5 separate regions of the Sus scrofa genome follow, and all the other regions are linked to region 3. Evidence: chromatin contacts called from public Hi-C data. All regions are on one chromosome and are shown on one strand. The core of a region is the stretch at or near the end of the contact, and the rest is flanking DNA. Distances in the headings are between cores, read along the strand shown.

The links. Hi-C and Micro-C count contacts between places; a contact is called where the count stands out from the background.
Region 1: a contact with region 3 is called in a Hi-C map of skeletal muscle, with 4 times the contacts expected there. The contact joins two enhancer-like sites. A contact is called at or near these places in 14 of 47 Hi-C or Micro-C datasets (alveolar macrophages, embryonic fibroblasts, fetal heart ventricle and 8 more) and 1 of 2 datasets of contacts at active chromatin or transcription factors (skeletal muscle).
Region 2: a Hi-C map of liver shows a contact between it and region 3, with 7 times the contacts expected there. The contact joins two enhancer-like sites. A contact is called at or near these places in 1 of 47 Hi-C or Micro-C datasets (liver) and 1 of 2 datasets of contacts at active chromatin or transcription factors (skeletal muscle).
Region 4: a Hi-C map of liver shows a contact between it and region 3, with 4 times the contacts expected there. The contact joins the promoter of DSCR3 here to the enhancer-like site in region 3. A contact is called at or near these places in 1 of 5 promoter capture datasets (liver), 15 of 47 Hi-C or Micro-C datasets (alveolar macrophages, blood, brain and 9 more) and 2 of 2 datasets of contacts at active chromatin or transcription factors (alveolar macrophages and skeletal muscle).
Region 5: a Hi-C map of liver shows a contact between it and region 3, with 3 times the contacts expected there. The contact joins the promoter of PIGP here to the enhancer-like site in region 3. A contact is called at or near these places in 4 of 47 Hi-C or Micro-C datasets (alveolar macrophages, heart right ventricle, liver and 1 more).

Annotation. Positions count from the first base shown.
Region 1 is chr13:200,831,649-200,834,548 of Sscrofa11.1, reverse strand. No RefSeq gene overlaps it. Among named protein-coding and RNA genes, the nearest start is that of DSCR3, 94 kb to the left of the region's middle. Within about 2 kb of position 1,283, at least 16 of the 83 cell types and tissues checked have an H3K27ac peak or open chromatin away from gene starts, as enhancers often do. A contact at or near this core is called in skeletal muscle and subcutaneous adipose tissue, where this site is marked.
Region 2 is chr13:200,791,921-200,794,829 of Sscrofa11.1, reverse strand. It overlaps TTC3 (E3 ubiquitin-protein ligase TTC3), which reads right to left. Exons shown (of 47, transcript XM_021070969.1): 35 at 567-716. Among named protein-coding and RNA genes, the nearest start is that of TTC3, 98 kb to the right of the region's middle. Within about 2 kb of position 1,654, at least 5 of the 83 cell types and tissues checked have an H3K27ac peak or open chromatin away from gene starts, as enhancers often do. A contact at or near this core is called in liver, where this site is marked.
Region 3 is chr13:201,197,434-201,200,583 of Sscrofa11.1, reverse strand. No RefSeq gene overlaps it. Among named protein-coding and RNA genes, the nearest start is that of DYRK1A, 190 kb to the right of the region's middle. Within about 2 kb of position 1,508, at least 61 of the 83 cell types and tissues checked have an H3K27ac peak or open chromatin away from gene starts, as enhancers often do. A contact at or near this core is called in alveolar macrophages, brain, embryonic fibroblasts and 5 more, where this site is marked.
Region 4 is chr13:200,925,447-200,928,520 of Sscrofa11.1, reverse strand. DSCR3 (Down syndrome critical region protein 3) reads left to right here and starts at 1,517. Exons shown (of 7, transcript XM_005670333.3): 1 at 1,517-2,566. The coding sequence starts at 2,510.
Region 5 is chr13:200,693,878-200,697,085 of Sscrofa11.1, reverse strand. PIGP (phosphatidylinositol glycan anchor biosynthesis class P) reads left to right here and starts at 1,656. Exons shown (of 5, transcript NM_001243522.1): 1 at 1,656-1,762; 2 at 2,232-2,335. The coding sequence starts at 2,254. It overlaps TTC3 (E3 ubiquitin-protein ligase TTC3), which reads right to left and starts at 1,462. Exons shown (of 47, transcript XM_021070969.1): 1 at 1,240-1,462.

The sequences.
Region 1 (2,900 bases), core at 34-2,533, 370 kb after region 3:
TAGGCCAGTGGCTGCAGTTCTAATTAGACCCCTAGCCTGGGAACTTCCATATGCCACAGAAGTGGCCCTAAAATGCAAAAACAACAAATCAAACAAAAAACCCTACATGCACAAAGCCTATTAACAAGCCTGGGAGGAGTAAGAGTGCTCAGCAAATTAAGTGCCTTTCAGAATAAAGCTACACATTATCTACACATTATTTAAAGGATGACGACCAAACACAGCCTCTCAACAGTGGAGTATCCAAGATATCCAGTATGTAATCCAAGGGAGTTAGTGTTTAACGGGTACAGAGTTTCAGTTTGAGAAGATGAAAAGGCTGTGCAGGTGGATGGTGGTGATGATGGTACAAGGAGAATGTACAGGTGACCCTTGAACAACGTGGGTTTGAACTGCAGGGGTCCACGTGGACTTTTTCCATAAATACTACAGCACTGCATGATCCACAGTGGGTAGGAACCCCAGACACGGAGGGCCAGCTGTAAAGCTATACGTGGATTTTCCACTGAGGGGAGGGGGGTGGTGTCCGTTGTTCAAGGGTCAGCCATACTTAATGTCGCTGAACCGTACACTTAGTTAAAATGGTAAAGTTTTTTGTTTTTTGTTTTTGTTTTTTGGTCTTTTTAGGGCCGCACCCATGACACATGGAGGTTCCCAGGCTAGGGCTCAAATGGGAGCTGTAGCTGCCAGCCTACACCACAGCCACAGGAAGAGGGATCCAAGCCACATCTGCAACCTACACCACAGCTCATGGCAACACCAGATCCTTGACCAGACCCTACACCACAGCTCATGGCAACACTGAGGGAGGACAAGGATCAAACCCACATCCTCATGGATACTAGTTGGGTTCGTTAACCACTGAGCCACAATGGGAACTCCCTAAAATGGTAAATTTTATGTTATGTATGTTTTACCCCAAGTTTTAAGAAACACTTTCTAAGACAACTGCTTCCAGGAACAACAAGGACGAGAGGTAGCTCCTGCTTCAAACACTAAAACACCAGAAAAAATAGACGAAACAATGATACGCAGACACTGGCATCAGGCAGCACAGACTAATCGTTCAGAAAGGGGAAAAATGAGACGAGACAATAATGTCCCAACGTACTGCAGGGACCGAGTTCCCAGACCACCGCGCAAGCAGGGGAGACCCCAGTGGAGACAGTGGTCTCCCTGAATGGAGCTGCGAGTGAGAAGGGCCAAGGCAGCCAGAGGGGGAGACAGAGTACCCAGAGGGAAGGTGTCAGACAGAGCGGCCTGGGGATGCGCAGGCGCGCCCCCTTGCGTCTTGAGCTGAGTACTGCTCAGCACACGCGAATAAGACGCTAACAGACTGGGCAAAGAATCCCCCGGGGAATGACGGGGTAATCTCTGTGCTTCACTTAGAACCAGGAATGGTTCCAGCGAATTCCAGTAATTTACAAGGCATCAGACAGAAGACTCCGACGGTACTGCTACAGACGTGAAGAAAAAATTAGCCCCAGATTAAAATCTACTCTAGTCTCAACTATGTTTAAAACTAACAATAAAAGTATCAAACTAGAGTTCCCGTCATGGCTCAGAGGAAGCGAGTCTGACTAGCATCCATGAGGACACAGGTTTGATCCCTGGCCTTGCCCAGTGGGTGAGGGATCCGGCATTGTCATGAGCTGTGGTGTAGGTCGCAGACACGGCTCCAATCTGGCATTGTTGTGGCTGTGGTGTAGGCCGGCAGCTACAGCTCGGATTCGACCCCTAGCCTGGGAACCTCCATATGTTGTGGGTGTGGCCCTAAAAAGCCAAAAAAAAAAAAAAAAAAAAAAAAGGAAAAGAAAAAAAGTATCAAACTATTTCCAAGTAACTTAACTACATTGCAGAACAAAGCTCTAAAATATTTATAGGTACAGAAAAATATCTGCCATACAATAAGATAAAAGTTGTATTGTCTAGTATTTAATAAAAAATTACCAGGCACACAAAGAAGCAGGGAAATATGATCCGTAATGATGAGAAAAATCAATCAAGAGAAACAGACCAAAAAAGGGCATAGATGATAGAATCAGACAAGGACATTACATATTAACATTAAGACAGTTACTATAACCATATTTTCTATGTTCAGGAAGGCAGAGCAAATGTTAAACACATTAAGTAGAGACCCAGAACTACTAACAAGACCTAGAAGGAACTTCTAGACTTGAAAATTATGTCTGAGATGAAAAATACTTTTGGTGGGATTAAGAACAGATCAAACTCTGTAGCAAAAAAAAAAAAAAAAAAGAAAAAAGAAACTTAAAGATATACCGCTACTACCCACAATAAAACACAGAGGGGAAAAAAAAAGACTGAAAAAAAAAAGGGGGAACATCCTATCATTGAGCTGTAAGACAACTTCAAGGAGCCTAATGCCAGGGTCACACCCAAGACATAGGGAAGTTCCTGGGCCAGGGAATCAAACTGTGCCACAGTAGCGACCCAAGCCACTGCAGGGACAACACCAGATCTTTAACCCATTGCATCGCAACAGAGATAAAGAGAACATCTTAAAAAGCAGCCAGAGGAAAAAAAAAAAGCACATTACATGCAGAGAAACCAAGATAAGAATGACATCAGACTTCATACTGGGACCAGAGTGAGACAATGAAGTAAATATACTCAGAGCACTGAAAATAAAAAGTTATAAACTCGGACTTCTATATGTATTAAAACATATTTCACAAAAAGGTAAAATAAAGAAGCGTTTTTCAGACATTCGAAAGCTGAATGATTTCATCACTAGGGGACTTGATTTGCAAAAAACGCTAAAGGAAATCCTCCAAGCAGAAGAAAAGTAATTCCAGAACGCAATCTGTACCTACATATAAGACAGTACTTGAAATCTACACACGTGGAAATAAAAGACTATTTCACCTATTTAA
Region 2 (2,909 bases), core at 405-2,904, 410 kb after region 3:
GTGGATACAATCTGTGGATTCTGGTGTCTGTGAGGGGGTCCTGAAACCAATCCCCTGCGAATAGCAAGGGACGACTGTACTTTACAAGTATTAATCTAACCTAATCTAAAATGGGAGCTTATTATAATTATCCAAACTCTCCAGATAAGGAACCAAAGCACAGAAATGGTCAATAAGTTGCCCAAGAACAGAATTAGGGCAGAACCAAGTCTGGATCTGAAGCCAGTCAGCCTGACTCCAAGCATCATACTCTGAACCACTAATGCTATACTGCCTCTTTCACTAAAAACAAGAATCTAACTTGGAACTTAGTCACCAGAAATTAGTTTTAGTTAATCACGCAAACTGAATTACAGATAAATGAAAATTCAAATTCCCAGCCTTTTTCTTACATAGCAACTTAAAAGGTTCTAAAACAATGCAAAAAACACTGTCACTTTAATATGTCACAGAGAAATATGAAAGCGACAACGCTGAGAAAGAATCCTTTGGCCAACACTGCAGCTCAGCTGAGGCTGCACAAGCACAATGTGGGTTGCACTGCATGAGCTTTCAGACAGGAATACCTTATTTTCTTCTATGTTCCTTTTCAACTTTTCTTCCAAGTCCTTGGTCTCTTCTGAGCCCTCGATATTCCTCTGCTCGTAGTTTTCACAGGCTTCCTTAAGCTGCTCTTGTAAAACCTGGTACTCCTTTTCAATCTGTGAAATATCTCCCTGAAAGTACAAAACAAAATTCTCTATTAAAAGTAGTTTAAAAAGCCTATTTCTGATCTTGTTCTGAACCGTCTCAAAATAGAGGAGAATATAAGGCAGATGAAAATTTATAAGGGAAATATCACAATAATTCAGGAATTAAAAACAAACTGTTCGGCAAAGCCAGCTCTTTAAAAAAAAAATTATTCGTATCACTGGAATTCACAAGGAAACTTTTCCGTGTGTACTAGCTCTGAATATTTGTTTTAGAAGGCTCGGTATTAAATTAACAGTTGGATGTGAATGTCATCCTCCACGACTGACATCACTACTTATTAAGTTTAAAAACTATAAATATCATGCATATTTTAGATATGAACAGTACACATCAACTGTGGCCCTACTTTTAGAAAGTTTTCAACTGATAGCTGCTGATTATTGCAAAAAGACAAGTTAAAATATTATCAATGGATTATTCTCAGTTATGTACCTGTCTGCCTAGATAGCTACAACAAAAGCAAACAGAAGTCATACTGTAATGTGAAACGCTGGCGGACAATAAGCACCATTTATTCACCTATTTTTTTTTAAGCCTTTCACACCACTAAAGCTTTCAGCAATCACACATCTGTGTCTGAAAGAAGCACCTGTGTGATGCTGGCAACTCCTCCCAACTGCAGGTGACTGCGCTGCCTAGACACGCAGGGACCTTGGCAGCCAGTCTTCAAAAATCTACCCCAGCGTCGTCCACCTTCCCTGCCTCCTGCCCCTTTCCCAGCATCTCAGCTTCTTCCAAGTGTAAAAAAGGCAGGGAATCAAGCCTTTGGGATTCTGTGAATTACCAGTTAGAGAACTGTGAACTATGGCTAAGATGACCACACATGCCAGTTTGCTGGGGAGAGCACTAGTTTGTTTGTCTGTCCAGACTCAAAGTTCAGCAATAGTCATACTGTCTATGTTTACATAATTGAAAAATCATGAACCTTACTATGACCCATGAGTAAGCCTTCATGGTTTCAGACCTTAGTTATTTCTGTTTTCATTCTCAATTCAGCTAAAAGATCTCAAAGTAACTTGGTATTATGAATTAACTCATATGCCCCCAAATCACCAACAGAGACAGGTGGCAAGGTATATGCCATCTCTATGTTATTATACTTAAACTTCACCATAATTCTACAAGAAATATGTTATTTTCAGTTTTTATAGACCAGAAAACCAAGGTTTAGAGAGGTCAGGCCACCTCCCAAAGTCCCAGAAGAAAGAAGCTGCTCTTGGAACAACTGCCTCACTGGTTGAGAAGCTATCGACCATACTAACATCAGTCTTGAATTTAAGAAAGCATGTGTGCGTTTTCCCAACACTAAAGAAAATACTTATTTACGGGGCAAAACCACCGAGGCTCAAACAACAGAGCATAACTGATTAAAAGCTAGGTACCAAATAAGAATTCAACGCTACTCGTTCTACTTGGTAAATATTCATATTTAGGAAAAATGTTCACCACGGCCCTGTAAGCATGAAAAGCTGACACGACCCCAAGGTTCGACAATAAGAAACTGGTCAAAAAAATTACCATGCATTCATGTAATGGAATACCAAGTAGGCATAAAAAATGATGGTAAGGAGTTCCCGTCGTGGCACAGTGGTTAACGAATCTGACTAGGAACCATGAGGTTGCGGGTTCGGTCCCTGCCCTTGCTCAGTGGGTTATCGATCCGGCGTTGCCGTGAGCTGTGGTGTAGGTTGCAGACACGGCTCGGATCCTGCGTTGCTGTGGCTCTGGCGTAGGCCGGTGGCTACAGCTCCGATTCAACCCCTATCCTGGGAACCTCCATATGCCGTGGGAGCGGCCCAAGAAATAGCAAAAAGACAAAAAAAAAAAAAAAAAGATGGTAAAAAAGTCTATATTTACTGACATAGAAAAAGTCTAATATATTAGGACTGATAATCTGAAATACAACATATATGGTAAGATCCCATCTTTTAAAAAGCATCACTTTTCTTCGGGGGCAGGGGGGGCGCACATCTGTGGCACATGGAGGTTCCCAGGCTAGGGGACAAATTGGAGCTTCAGCTGTGGACCTTCACTACAGCCACAGCAACGCCAGATCCAAGCAGCGTCTGCGACCTACACTGCAGCTAGCAATGCCAGATCCTTTAACCCAATGAGTGATGCCAGGTAGCAAACCTGCACCCTCATGCATAGTCAAG
Region 3 (3,150 bases), core at 259-2,758:
AGCCACCTGGACCTTGTCTTCTGGGTCAGGGGCCCTCCCACAGTCCACTGGGAAACACAGTCTGCCCTCCTGTTCCTCTTTGCTTTTCTGTCAACGTTGAGGACCTGGCGATCTATAGAATAAAATATCCACGGTGTTATCCTTAGATTTCAACCAGAAGTTCTGAAGTTAAATTTCTATTGCTTCATAAAAAAAAGCCAGTGAAAACAGAGGTCCCAGAGGGCTTGAGAACCCCAATTGGTTTTGAGGAAACACTAGGGTTGATTAGAAAGTGAAGGGAATGGCAAAGGACTTCAGTCATTTAAAATGAAAACAGGTGATGACTGAGAAGTTGATGCATGGGTTTCACAAGGTCTAACCCAATTCTACTCCTTGTAAACAAGTAGAGACCAGAGCAGAGCCAAGACACTTTTCCGGTGGGGACAATACCCAGTGGCTGGTGGCCTTGGCCGGGAGACTGATTCTCACAGCCTGGTTCATGAACTGGTAATCATCACTGCCTAAATGATCAGCAGCTGTGCAGTGGGCAGTGTGCCGGGCACGTGGAGAACACAAAAATGCACACAAAAATGCATACACAACCTCCTAAGTCCCACCTCTTGAGCCTCAGAGTCCTCCTGGCTGAAATGAAGGTGATATCTAACTCACAGGGTCATTGCATTTGACAAACAAATGCTTAACCGGGGCCACTTGACAGTGGAAGCTGTGGCATATTGCACTGGAATTGTCCAAGGGCCAGTTCTCTCTCCCCTTCCAGAGTGAGTTCCACTGGGCAGAGTTCTCTATTTTCCACAGGTCTGCTGAGTCGGTGCTCACACTGTACTTGGCGCTGCCAAGCCGGTAGAGGAGGTGGAAGAGGTGGACTCGCTGGTCATTCACGCAGAGTTCGTGGGAATCCTCAGCTCGCTCTGCAGTAAATTCACTCAGAAGTCACATCTGTGACTCTCCAGACACCTGAATGAGGGCCAGCAGCAGCCTGCCACCTTCTGTCAGGAAGGAGAGAAATAACGCCTGCAACCGCGAGTCACGGTAGAGGTCTCACTGCAGATCCACCTTGGGGAACCTGGCGGCCGGCAGGAGAGGAGGTGGGTGTCCTGAGGGAAGCACGATGAAAAAAGTAAGTTGGGACCGGGCTCGGATAGTGCAGGGAGGGAAGATGGCCTCTGCAAGAATTTTCCTGGGAGGGAGCCTTCAGGACGGTGAGAGCCCCGCGTGCAGGGGCTCTTTCCTAGCCCAACCCTGGAGCCCCGGGGCACGCTCTAGAAAGCCCTGTGTCGGAGAGCTGCCCCGCAGGACGCCAAGTTCACCGCAGCTCAGGTACGCGGCCAACCGAGATGCAGCAACACAGATCCCGAATTGACCCCGACCTCACGACGCCAAGACCGCCCCACCCGAGGGCGCCTGAGGACGCCACTCAGCCAGCGGCAGCACCGCCTCCGGGAGCGAAGGACCCGGCCCTCCGGGCGTGGCCCGGGGCGTCGGGTCAATGGGCGCCGCGGGCTCACGGTCACGTGATCGCCGGCGAGCCCGGCACTTCCGCATTCCGCCTGGCAGTTCCGCCCAACGTGGCGAAAGGCCGCTGGCACCCCCTCCCGAGGATCCTCTCGCGAGAGCAGCCCACACAGCCGGCCGTTTCCTCCGCCAGACGCCGCTTGCGGCTGGGTTTTGCCGTGGCTCTGCCACCCAGTGCAGGAGGTCTGGCCAGGGCGAGGGCGAGGGCGAGAGGGTCGGGGACGGCTGCACGTCTCCCAGGTGTCATCTTGTCGCCTCCATCCGACCCCGGGGCCCTCGGACCCTCGACCGGCACTTCCAGGGATCGAAGAGGCGACTGGGTTAACAGGCATCGGTGGGAGCCTCGGCTTCCGTGATTTTCCGGCTTTAAAACATCTTTGTCACCGCTCTGCATTCTGTCCACTGAGAAACTGGAGGCATGGGAGGGTGTTCCAGGAGGAAATGCGAGGTTGACCTCCTCTGAGAAGATGTGGTGAGAGCACCTCGCGCCTGCGCATCCCACAGAGGCGCCAGCATCCCCCCCAGCCCTGTCCTGTAACTACGCTGCAGTGCGGGCTTCGTCGTCTCTATTTTCGAGATGAGGAAACAGGATCAGACGGGTTCGAGGAACTTGCTCAAGGGTGCACGAAGCCCGGCTCTGCATCTCAGCCACGTGCCATCTCCCATCAGAGCACGGATGCTTGTGCGTGACCAGCTGCAGGCCTGACTTGGACCCTGAGGTCAGAGGGAAAAGGCTCGGCCCAGTGGCGCTATGCACCTGGTTCCCTGTTCCAGATGTGCCACCTGCCAAATCCAACCTCGGATCCCCAGGAGAGGACAGCCTGTCAGCCAGTCCCCATCAGAGCCCCTCGCATGCCTCCAGCCTTGGTGCTGCGCCTGAACCCAGCCTTCCAGCCCCGGGCCTTGCTCACACGGGCCTGGAGGAAGGAGGTGTAGGACCATGGATTTCAGCTGTAATGAGAATGTTCTAGCCACGAAGGGCTACTTCTTAACCATAGGGCTGGGCAGGAGTGGAAAATGGCCTCCCTCAGATACACTTCTCTGAGGGCGCCTAAGAGGATATTAAAACTTAAGTTCATTCGTGTCAAGTGAAGGTTTGTCTCCTGTGCAACATGATATCTTGACAGGGCCAAACCAGTCTACTTCAGCAACCTCCTGGTCAGTCAGAGGCCACTGTGGTTAAAACACACTCTCCTTGGAAATTCCTGAAATTCCACCATGAGCAATTCTCTAGGACTAAGACCCATCCTTTTTAGATTCCTTAGTAGATGAAATGCCCTAAATCCCTAATTTTCTCATAGAAGAGGGGACAAATTAAAGTGCTGGGTCCCTAGGGAGCAGGAAGAGAGGACACGAGCAAGGGGGAAGCCTACCCTGCACCCCACTTCCAGGGACTTGGAAGAGTCTAAGCGGGGTCTTCCCACTTGGCACAAATCACTCAGGAAGTTATATGACCTGGTTTCTCCAACTCACCTAATATGTCTCAAAGGGTGCTTTTATGCCTTTTGTGGGGTGCTTTTCTGCCTTTTGTGGGGTTCTGAGACCACATAAACCTACTGAATGCTCACAGCCACATTCCAAGGATAGGAACAGAAATCCCAAGGCCTTCTACTGGCCAAACCTCCCTCTGAGCAGCCA
Region 4 (3,074 bases), core at 268-2,767, 270 kb after region 3:
AGAGCTTTGGTGCTATACTTGTCCTTTAAGGTCGTCCCAAACTGGGGTGAGGGAAAGAGGCCTTTGTACCCTAAATTGACTAGGCATTAGATATGGGCAATCCTATCCAAAAGGACCATGACTTTGGGCAGTTTTCTTCAGCCTAGAACAAGTTTTGAACGGTGACTTTGCTGAGAGCTGTTGAGACCATAACACTGAGCAGCTCAGGGAACATGCCCTTTAGTCCTGGAAGAGGGTCTGGCCAGAGCATCACAGCATCCTCTAAAAGATGCTTAGTAGGGCCTCTCTTCCTGTCCCAGAAAGGGCGTGAAACTCACAGCGAAAAACAACACGGGACCCCATCTTCTATCAAAAGATGCCTACAGTTGCAGCTGGACACTAAAAGCTGATCTAGCCCTGCTTCCGTGAAATACCTTCTCAATCCTCTCCTTCTCAATCTCTAGAAGAAGGCAGGGGAAGGAACAGAAGGAGGTAGCGGGCCTTGTGGAGAACACAGTGTGAGAGCCAGAACCATGAATTGCACCTTTGCACCATCACTAAGGATCTAGGGTCCCACTCAAGCCAGGAGACTGACACTTTGACAGAGTTTGATTTTTAGTAATGAAATTGACCAGAATGTCCCAGTATCACCTAAGGTGTGGTAAGGGCTAGAAAAGATTCAAAAGGGAAGTGCTGGAGAAAAATGGACTGTTCTTCCATTTGGAATCCATCCCATAGAGACGGCTCAACAAACTGATTACAGCGATAATAGCTTGGAAATAAAGCTCTTTGCAGTGCACCAGCATTCCATATAGATTGTGTGCAACCTACACAAATGAGTGAAATACAGCACACTTGTCCTGGAAGAACAAGAAACGTTCTGTTGCAAAATAAGTATAAAGCAGGTTTGTTGAAGCAATCAAGCTTAGAATGTGGATTCTTGTAAGGTGTTTCTTTTCCTGTTTCCTGCATTGTCTACCAAGATTGGTATTTCACCGTTTTTGGTTTGTTTGTTTGTTTGTTTTTAAGAAATGATGGGTTTGATGGCGAGGGATCCACTTCTGGAATTGCAGAGCAGGCTGTGATTATTAAGTCCCTAATGAATTGTTTTAGCATTGCTGCGTTTGAGTTGCCAGGAAGCTATCCCAGACTGAGAGGGAAGCCCTGAGGCCAGAGAGGAGCTGAAAACTGAGACCTGATTATTGGGAAATATCCATGTATCAACCTTCAAAAGCTACTGTAGCTATAGCACTATCACTGTTGTCCTGTAAAATAAATTCTCAAGAGACAGGCACTCGTGATACTAACTCAGGAAATTGTGGAAAAATTCTCTTGTAACCCTACAAGTAAAGCACTTTAAAAACAAATATCGTCAACTATAAAAGACAAAAATCTTAAAAGGTAAAAGTCGAAAAAAAATAAATACCAGAATCAAAGAATTTTTAAAAAACAAAAAGCACTTCACTATATTTAGTTATCAAAACAATTAAAAATTTACTTCTTACTGGAAAAGTCCTTGTTTAAAACACCGACAAAGGATTTTATTTCAATAAACGTAGTGTGTTGCTTAGCACCGTACTGCTGCCCTGCCTGGAGGCAATCTTTCCAGAAAGCAATGTATTTCTTGTGTTTATCTAGCCACTCTTGCTGGGAATAAAAAGACGACGACGTGCGTCTCAGGTCTGACGTTTTCATTTCCAGGCACTGCCGGGACCCAGGGCCTGCCAGCGGCGCTTCCCCACAATCTGCGCACGAATATGAATATTCAACACCCCGTTCCAGGGCGCGCGCCGGGGGAGTACCCACAAGCCCCCGCGGCTCCCGCGGGGCGGTCGAGGTCACTCGCGCTCCCCAAGACCTTGGCCCCGGGCCCGGTGGTGGGGACGGGAGAGCCGTTCCTCGCTTCTTTGCCGGCTGGGAGTGCGGGGCCGCGGAAAGGGCAGGGAGGACCACCCGGCCCGGAACGGACATGAGGCCTTCGCCCTCAGTGCCCCCGGAAGAAAGCGGGGAAGTCGAAAGTCAACGAGAAAAAGGCGATCGGAAGGGAAGGCACTCTCAGTTATCACCGCCCTAAAGCCAACTCAATAGCGCAGCGACTCCTCGCGCCGCACAGCCTGACGGGAGCTTCAGCCACAGAACAGGCTGCCCCGGCGACACCTCCTCGGCACCGCCCCCCGCCGCGGGGCACGCCGGGAGAGCCGGGTTTCCCCCTCCCTCTAGGAAACGGGCGAGGAGCAGGGTATTTCCGGTGTTACGACTGTCTTACGGAAAAGGAGGGGTTAGTTCGGTCCCGCCCTCACGCCCAGCGAGGGCGGGGCGAGAAGTGACAACCCCTCGGCCTGCGCTAAGGCCCGCCCCTGCACCGGAAGGAGGAAGGCCGGGGAGGCGACGCTACGTCCGGCGCGAGGTCACGTGACGCAACTGCCGGCGGACAGGAGAAAGGGGCGGGGCTCCGGGTGGAAGGGCGTGTCGGCTCTCTATCCTCTGGTCACGCGCAGCAGGAAGTGGCGCCCGAAGCGGATTATTCGAGATGGGGACCACTCTGGACATTAAGATTAAAAGAGCAAACAAGGTGTATCACGCCGGGGTAAGTGGGGTGGACGGGCCTGCAGGTTCTGTTGTCTCCGAGGTCCGGCGCATTTCTGGGCTTTCCTGGGCCGGGCGAGGCGCGCCTCCAGGTGCATCCCGGCCAGGTGCGTCCCGGCCAGCTGCATTCCCGCCAGGTCGGTCTCGCTAGTGCGGTTGGTTGCCGTTCGAGCGGTCCACGCCGGAATTGCTTCCGCGGCTGGGAGCCGCGCAGGGCCGAGGTGCTGGCGCTAGGTCTCCAACGCTAAGCTTGCGGCCCCTTGACCGTGCAGCTCGGCTTTGGGCCCGCGGGCTAGAGCTGTTAAGTGACCACTGAGGGCGGAGGAGCTCGGAGACCAAACGCCCCGTTCCTCACTTCTAAGGGGAATGCAAAAGTCTCATAACAGGCAGAATTAATTGGAAGCAGAAATACGCAGGCCTTGGTCAGCTCTAAAAACCGTGTAAAAGTTATTCATGTCTCTGGTTTTGTTGTTTTAAGAAGGAATATCGTTTTAAAATACGAGTCAAAA
Region 5 (3,208 bases), core at 407-2,906, 500 kb after region 3:
CGATGTTTCCTTCCCTGTGTATCCTTATAATAAATTCCATTTGCCTTAGGATAAAATGCAAATTTCTTCCAAGACGAAATGTCCTAACTAGAGCTGTAACTACCAGAAAACTGTCCCCAAGGGAGGAGTACAATCTGTAACATGTCTCTACCTTGTTCCCCCAGCCAGGACACTGGCAAAACCAAAAGAGGTAATTTATGTGAACGCCATAAACACTACATGAACCGTTAAGTATTATCAAGAAAGCCCAGGATCGGCTAGAATGTATTTGCCCAGTTGTCGTGTACATATGTTTTGGAAGGAGTCTGCAATTGAAGGGCTTTGAGCGTCCAGGGCTCCTCTGAATCAAGGTACGTCACACTGGCACCTGCCAATATTCACCTACGCCTTGGCTCCATTTTTGGCCCTCGGCCTCCTTATTCCGTCCCCAAAAGGCTGGCTTGACTGGCCCTACTTGACATCTTAAACACTCTGGAACAGCTGGCCAGACCCGCTGCGGTCCCCCCTCCTTATTAGCGTTGGGGGGAGGTAGGATGCTCCGAAAAGGCGAGGGGAGGAGAGAGGGTTGGGTTTTCTCCCCCCCCAATTCCCCTCCACGGACTCGGCAGCCATTCTCACGAAAACAGGTGGCGCAGATAGAAAGAACACAAAACACAGAGGACAGGGCGTGCAAGAACGTTCACGAACACTCGCGAACGAACACCCGAAAACAGATCACGCACTTGACAGGTCCAGGGGCAACAGGCGCGCGGGGACACACGAGGACGCATCCCCCAGCGGACGATGCTGCAGCTGGGGTCACGACTGCAGGAGGCACGGCCACGCGCGCGTGGGGCGCGCACCCCCCCGGAGAGGGGCAGTGACACAAAAGGGGGGGGCCACCCACACTCCCGGGGGCGCCCACGCTGTCGACGAGAAAAACCTGCGCAGACACAAAGCGGCCGAGAGGGGACCCACGGGCGCGTGCCCACGCGCTCGGGCCGGTGCACGCCCCCGCACAGAGCGGACCGAGGGTGTGCAAGCGGCCGGGAGTGCGCACACAAAGGGGCTACTCCCACCCCCGCACACCCCCAGAGGTGACCACATTTGCAGAAAAGGGACACGAGACAAAGGGGACACACCCGCTAGGACCTACAAAGGCTGCCACACACACACCCCCAACGCACCGGCACTCAACCCACGCACACTGCGGGCACCAGAGCCAACGACGCGAGGCGACGCGCACACACCCACACTCACCACACACCCACGGAGGGGGTGTGGAGGGCCCCTCTCCCCGGGCATCTCCGCTGCAGCGCGACAAGGTGACACATCCGGGAGCCCTGCCGCGCGCCAGGTGTGCACTCACCGGGGCCGGCAGCCCGCGAGCCTCGGACGCCGGCCGCCGCCGCCGCCGCCTCGGGCCCTCCACGTCAGCCAGCTGGCGGCGGGGAGCGGGCGGCTGTGCAGGCGGCAGACGCGTCACGTGGGCTGCAACGCACATGCGCCGTCGCACCGCCCGGCCCCCACCTCCGCGGCGACGAGCCGAGCGATCCCGCCGGCCCCCGCGCCCGCGCGCTTCTGCCCAACGAGGGTCGCGGTGCGCCTGCGCGCGGGCGGGGGTTGCCGTGGTGACTCGGCCTTTCTCGGGTTTTCTGTGCTCTCGCACCCTGAGGCTCCCTGGTCAGCGCCTGCGCAACGGACTCAGTGCGGAGGTGGCGGAACTGCTGGGAGTGGCTGCGTGGGCCCAAGGTCTAGGGCCACCCGCGCCTCTCATCCCCAGGTTGAAATGAGAACCATAACCCCGCGAGAGGGCAGGGCACGTTCCTGGGCACCCGAAGCCCCGGCCTGGAGAGGCGGGGCACGCCTCCTATCCTGCCCTGCCTTTCCCTTCCCTTTTCGCACCAAGGCGAAGCCTGCAGAGCTGGAGCGGAATCAGTCCCTCCCCTGCTCCCCCGCTTCCCCGATCCTCCACTGCAGGCTATGCGCGCTCTGATGCGTGTGCTTGTGTGCGCGTGCACGTGCGGTTTGGGGGCTGGTTGCGCGTGCAGGCGAGGTATGGGTGCTCGTGTACACCACTGTGCGGGCAGTCTTGTGTTGGAGGTGTGTGTGCGCAGGGTGGTTGTTTGCAGTGGTTTAGGCTGGGAAGTAAACTGCAGAGGCTGCGCCCGTAGCAAAGCGATGAGGTTATAATAGACCAATGGTGAAGAGGAGTGAATCACTGACAGATGATTGTGTTTTTTTCCCCACAGATTTCCAAAAGCCACAGGGAAAATGGTGGAAAATTCACCGTCGCCATTGCCAGAAAGAGCGATTTATGGCTTTGTTCTTTTCTTAAGCTCCCAATTTGGCTTCAGTAAGTACTTTCCTGATGGATGGCCAGGTCCATTCTCTGGAGTTCAAGGACAAGGAAATGATTGCGTTTGTTTATAGAATATGCACACGTGAACTGTGACTCTTTCTACCTTTGTCTCTTCTTGAGAAAACCTGAAGGGAGCTCTTGTTTGTTCAGAGTGTTCTATATGCCAGACATTAGCGTAAAATATTTAATCTCAAATATTTATGTAGCACCAGACAGGATTGCCAGGTGAATGAAACCTGGTCCCTGCCCTTCAGGAGGTGACGGTTTTGTAGACAAGACATGAGTAAATCTGCAGTTAACACTGTGTTAAGTGCTGTGGGGACCCAGCAGAGAGACGAGACATTAAACTAGAAAATCAGAGTTAGTTTTCTCCCAGGGAATTTGTCTTCAGCATTAAGAAGGAAGAAGTGGGAAGGCCTTGAGCAAAGGCATGGTGGGGCTTGGAAGTAAGTAATGGTTTGGCCCTTGTGGGAGCTAGAGAGCGACAGGAATCAGGTTAAAGAAGGCAGCTGTGCTTTACATTCCCAGATCTCAGGAGTTCCTGATGTGGCGCAGCGGAAAGGAATCTGACTAGTATCCATGAAGATTTGGGTTAGATCCCTGACCTTGCTCAGTGGGTCAGGAATCCGGTGTTGCCATGAGCTGTGGTGGAGGTCGAAGACAAAGCTCTGATTCAACCCCTAGCCTGGGAACTTCCATATACCACGGATGCAGCCCTAAAAAGCAAAATAAAATAAACATTCCCGTATCTCAGTCCGTCCCCATAAGGATCCAAGCCTCGTCTGTGACGACAGCTCACCGCTTTTGACTGGATCCTGACCCACTGAGCGAGGCCAGGGATCAAACCCGAATCTTCATGGATACTAG